Linked DNA regions of Mus musculus: region 1 is linked to region 2. The links are chromatin contacts, called in public promoter capture Hi-C maps. All regions are on one chromosome and are shown on one strand. Each heading gives the region's core, a stretch centred on a gene start, on an enhancer-like site or on the middle of the called end of the contact. The rest is flanking DNA. Distances are from core to core; before and after follow the strand shown.

What was found. Promoter capture Hi-C pulls out the DNA fragments that hold promoters and counts their contacts.
Region 1: a contact with region 2 is called in a promoter capture Hi-C map of macrophages, with 5 read pairs. The contact joins the enhancer-like site here to the promoter of 4930444G20Rik in region 2. A contact is called at or near these places in 5 of 39 promoter capture datasets (the 3T3-L1 cell line, the C10 cell line, cranial neural crest and 2 more), 3 of 115 datasets of contacts at active chromatin or transcription factors (bone marrow-derived macrophages and embryonic stem cells) and 1 of 9 other capture datasets (embryonic tail).

The regions. Positions count from the first base shown.
Region 1 is chr10:22,296,680-22,299,379 of GRCm38.p6, reverse strand. All of the region lies in intron 1 of Gm26740 (a long non-coding RNA gene), which reads left to right. Among named protein-coding and RNA genes, the nearest start is that of Gm26740, 8.4 kb to the left of the region's middle. Within about 2 kb of position 1,444, at least 38 of the 459 cell types and tissues checked have an H3K27ac peak or open chromatin away from gene starts, as enhancers often do. A contact at or near this core is called in bone marrow-derived macrophages and macrophages, where this site is marked.
Region 2 is chr10:22,066,829-22,069,528 of GRCm38.p6, reverse strand. 4930444G20Rik (RIKEN cDNA 4930444G20 gene) reads left to right here and starts at 1,450. Exons shown (of 1, transcript NM_053264.2): 1 at 1,450-2,700. The coding sequence starts at 1,450.

The DNA of each region.
Region 1 (2,700 bases), core at 195-2,694, 230 kb before region 2:
AAACCAAACCAACCAACCAACCAAACAAAAAACATTGGGCTCCTTACCAGTGACAACTGCAGTGACACAATGTCTCACCAGGTTCTGGACCACTAACTAACTAATTAATTAATTAATTAATGCAGATAGATTCTCATGAATTGAAGAGCCTCAAAAGCCCCACTGGATCTGTGAAGAGATAATTGACAGGTCTGCTTTTGTACAAGGATCATGCAAGATCTCAGGGCTGCTGAGAGTTCAACAGAGCACCAGCGAGGTCATGATTTCTCCATGCATTTCATATCATCTCACCCTTCCTGATCTTACATCTTTATTCCCTATTTATCACAGAAGGACTTTTAGTCACCTTTACCAAGTGCTGATGTATAAAAGCTATCAAGAAGCAGAATATGGGATTGGTGCAGATTTAAAGCCAGCCTGGGGTACATAATGTGATCCTCCCACTCAGTAAGTCATAGCAATTGAAAAGAATTTAAAAGGCAGCATGTGTAGCAGTGTGTGTGTGTGTGTGTGTGTGTGTGTGTGTGTGTCCTGCTGAATAATGGGAAGGGAAGGAAGAGCTGAGTCAGCAGGGAAAGCAGGAGAGGTTGTGGATCTGCAGGTTGGGGAGGGTTAGGCACATGTAGAGTAGACTAGGAAGCAAGCCCACTATAACGCCCTGCTTTCCTCTAGATCCTGCATATTCTACAGGAGTGGTTTTTTCCTCTGTGTTTTCTCTCTGTAGCCAGGGAGGGGAAAGGGTAGGGCTGGCTGTTGCCCAGAAGCATGCTAGAAACAGATCTGTGGCGTGGGGGAAAGGGCTCTAATTGGGGCCACTATGGCCAAGCAGGAATCAGGCTCCACCTTGCTGGTCCCTCTGTCCAGGCTCCAGTGTCAGATCACTTCTACTCACCATCAGGCATCCACAGAAGCAGCGCAGTAAAACAACTGAGTGGAGCAGCAGAGCCTGGGTGCAAAGATTGCACTTGGAGCCTCCAGCCTTGGTCATGGATCTGTTGCTCAGCCTCCACTGTTACCTGAGCTGACTTGAGCTGCCAAAAAAATCAAGGCTCAAATAGCTCTGACTCAAATAGCTCTGACTCAAAATAAAACTTGCTGCTCCTTCAGAGTTTCTGGCTTGTCCCACAACAGACTCTGCCTCCACACTCCCTACTTCTGCCTAGACTCTCCTCAATTCTGCCCCAACTGACGTCTCTTGCCTTTCAGTTTGTTTTTCTAACTCTAGCCAAGGCCACTGCAGTTGATGTGTCTCTGGTCTCCATTCAGTGAGACCTTTTGTCTTTTCTTCCCATACTGCCAGGGTGAATTCTCTTCACTCATGCTCAGCGCTAGGGAAGAACAAACACATAAGGAATCCTGAGAGGCAGAGAAGAGTATGTCAGCTCTGCAAGCCCCGTGCTTCACCTACCAGCAGCGCAGAGGAGAGAAGGCAGGATGTGTGGATTCGTCCTCCGCATCCTGTCTTCCAGCTTCAGAAGAAACGCAGCTTAAAGGCAGTGAAATGATACACCTAGTGTTTGTTGCCTCTGTGTTCCCTGAGAGGTACCCTTGCCTCTCCAGCTGCATGCAACTCTAGAGAAAGGAGAGTTTCGGTTGTTTTTTGCATGTTCCCACACTCCTGAGCAAAAACACCACACACCATATAAACACAATCATCTCCTGTGTCCTTTGAATTTGCTGCTAGAGTTGTCCTGATTGTTTCTGAGTGATTGCTTGAGTGCCATTCGGTCTTCCAGTCTAACTGTTATTTGTGACTCTGATATAGTAGATTTGTCTTCCCCCTTTGGATACAATTTTGTGCCATGTAATATATGCTCACACGATAAAGTCTTCCAAAGAGGGTTAATTTAAATAGATTATCTGAAAACAGGAAACCGCCTGAGTTTTGTTCTGCTTTCCATTCATAAGACATTAACAAATGTCACAAAACTGTTATTATAAGTTGAACCTTATACAACCTTCACCTAACATAAATCTCATATATATGTTGTCACCAGATGATTTAAATTACATGTTAAATGCAGGTGCCTGCCAAGACCAGACAGTCCTCTGCACTTGGAGTTACTACCTGTGGTGTTGCTAGCCCACTTGTGTGTGCTGGCAACTAATGGAATCCCGGTCCTCTGCAAGAGCAGTCAGTGTCCTTAAATGCTGAGTCATCTCTCCAGCCACTAAGTTACCAGGCGAAATGAATTCACTAACTAAATTAAGAAATTATTCATCAGGATGGCTATTCTAACTGTGTAGAGAAGAACTAAGTTTATGTCCTAAGTCTTTGGAGTTTTCTATTAGACTGTTTGTAGACTTGTATGTGATTAATTTTGCTGTGTGATTTTTTTTTTAATTTCAAGTTTGTTGTTAATTTTGTTTTGTTATCCTTTTTGTTAAACTTCAAATTATCACTTTTTCCACACATCTCTCAAATCCAGTACTATATAATATTAATTATATGCTTTCCTTACTAATACAGACACACACACACTTGATAATATTTTCCAGCTCCCTTCATAGTTGTATACTCTTAAAATACATTGAAGTGCTCCCTAGAGTATCAGAATGTTAGTGTTTCTTTATATGGGAATAGGGCCCTGGAATTATGATTATGAGATATGAAAGTGTAATCAAAAACCAGGGTGGGAGACAAATCTGTCATGGCACAAGTCCTTTTAAGAGAGAGAAAAACAGCACACACGTATCTTA
Region 2 (2,700 bases), core at 201-2,700:
TATTTATTCTCTTTGGGATTGATCCTTGGTGAATTGGTCCCAGTTTCTCAAGTTTCCTCCAATATTGAAACACTGAACCATACCACCCTTCGTTCGCTATGAAAGGAAGCTCATCAGGCAGGAAGGCAACTCAAAAGATCTAAAGATGGTCCCTGAAACTGATCAAATTCATTAGGCTCCTTCTCTGCCAGAGAGCAATAAAAGCTGAGAGTCCCTCTCAGATGAAAGGAAGCTGAACTGCCAAGAAGACTCTCAAAAGAGCCACCCTCATACCAGCTGTCTGGAAGAAGTTTAGACCAACTGAGCCACCTGAAAAGGACATTCTCCAGTCCTTTGAGTCGTCTATAGGTTGTGCAGTTTCTCCAAGTTCCCAGCTTTTGTGAGCTGTCACCCATGCTGGGTAGGGTTTGGCGATGCAGCTGTTTTTGAGTCTTTTCTGCTACTGTAAGTAACCCCTCACCCATATTCCTATATGTAACCCCAATAAAACTTATCGGTTCATCAAGTATGATGGTGGTATGGGCACTTTGGTCTGTCCTGGATTGCTTATGCAGAGGAGAAACACGTTTTGTCACACAATAAATACTACCTACTACGTTTTATGACTGTAAAATTCTATTTATTCTTTGTAATTAGCAAGCATATTTTGTGTGAGAAGATACTTAGAAGGGCACTTAAATTTCTATAATTGACCTTAATGGGACAGTTTTTTAAAAGACAAATGTACTAGTCAGGACCAGCTGACTAGTACTATGACTATGCTGGGAGGACTTAGGTGACCCTGTACTCTGCCGAAGAACTGAGATATGTATCAATACATTCACATTTCCCACTCGGGCAAGGGAGTGCTTTGAAACCCTGGACCACGTTGGGGTTGGGGAGGGCTTCCACCCTCCAAAACCTTTGCTTACTGTTCTTTCAGGTGACATCACACCCAGCTATGGAACCTTGAAGGCTGTGTCTAGGGGCAACCCCGTGAGTTAAACATCATTGGTGAGGTTGCCTCCGAAGTGTGGGCTGCTGGATTTAGGCCTGCTGTCTCACTAGTGATTAACTAGGACGATTAGTCTGACTTGGAAGTTTTCTATATTTAGCTGGTTACAGCACCCAAGAAGGATACTTCCGAGGAAGCATTCTCAGAACTCCTCTGACTTTTCCAGAGCGGACCCCTGGTGAACTGCCGACCTCTGACTATTCACCAATAGGTCTCTGATATTGACAGCTTAATTATCTCCATCCTTTGACTGACCCTGACCTGCAAAGTCAACTGTTTATAAAGGAGCCTCATAGGTTTGCGACCTTGGACCAACCATCTACTGGAAGAAGTGATTCTTCGGACATCAGGGTGAACAACCCAAGAGTATCCACCCAGAGCCAGGTATAAGGTTGCTTTCGCTTGGTACTATACCGGAGTGAACACCCTCTAAAAAGCAGTCCAAGCAGTTGTCCATGTGGCAACCTAAACAGCCTGGGTTGGAGATGAAGCCTGAAGCTTCAGGAATAGGGCAAAAAAGAAAATACCACGATGAAAGTGTGACAGAGATAGAGTCTGAACCTTTGGGACAAGAACCAAAAAGGAAATGCCAGGATGGAACAGGGATGGTATTTAAAGAGCCTGGCAAGGAGCCTCGAGATCAAGAGCTCCCGAGAGAACATCCTAGCAAGGGTCAGGTACGGAAACCCCAGGGAAAGACTCCAAAACAACTAGAACCCCTAGAGTTGACCGAAGGATCTCCAGAGCAGGTTGTAACTGGGAGGAAGCCTGCTGATGGTGGCAAGGGTCACAAGCGGCCCTATTCCGTCATGGAAGAAAACGAACAAAGCCCCCAAAAGGAAAAATACGGAAGGTTGCTTCAACACCTTCAGTGCGACCAAGATGTGAGTTCAGACCCACACAGGCCTCACCCGTTCCTTACAAACACCTGGAAGATCAAAGGGGGCGAGTCAGAAGACAGTCGTGGATCAGAAAGAACTCAGAGCGATCGAGAACCATCTACTGTTGTTGCTCTAAAAGAATGTCTTTCACCAGAGGAGAGAGAGAAGTGCTGTTCTGAGGAGAAATGTGTTACAGAGAAGAAAGATTGTATAAAGGGTGAAGGAAGAAGGGGGAACAGCTTGGAGCCTGATTTACCAGGAACACAGGCTCAGATCATCCTGGATAGTGGCAAAGGCAATAGCTTATTCCCCAATAAGGTGGCAGTCCTTGCGGCAGAGAAAAAGCCTATTACAGACCGAGGAAAAGGCAGAGAAATGGATCAAATCCTTGATATTACAGAGGACATGGAGAAGGAAATTGAGAATGCATTGGGTCCAGGACCCCAAGAGGAAATCCTAAGTTCCAGATTCAAGTTGCAAATCAGCAGAGGAGACATCCAGACGCTGGAGAACGGTCAGTGGCTCAATGATGAGGTCATCAATTTCTACATGAACCTTCTGGTTGAGAGAAATGAAAACCAAGGCTACCCGGCTCTGCATGTCTTTAGCACTTTCTTTTACCCCAAGCTAAAGCATGGCGGTTACAGTTCCGTGAAAAGATGGACTCGAGGCATCAATCTCTTTGAAAAAGAACTCATCTTGGTGCCTATTCACCAGAGGGTACACTGGAGCCTGGTGGTAATCGATTTAAGAAAACGAAGTATTGTATACCTCGATTCCATGGGGCAGACAGGGAAGTCTATCTGTGAGACCATCTTCCAATAT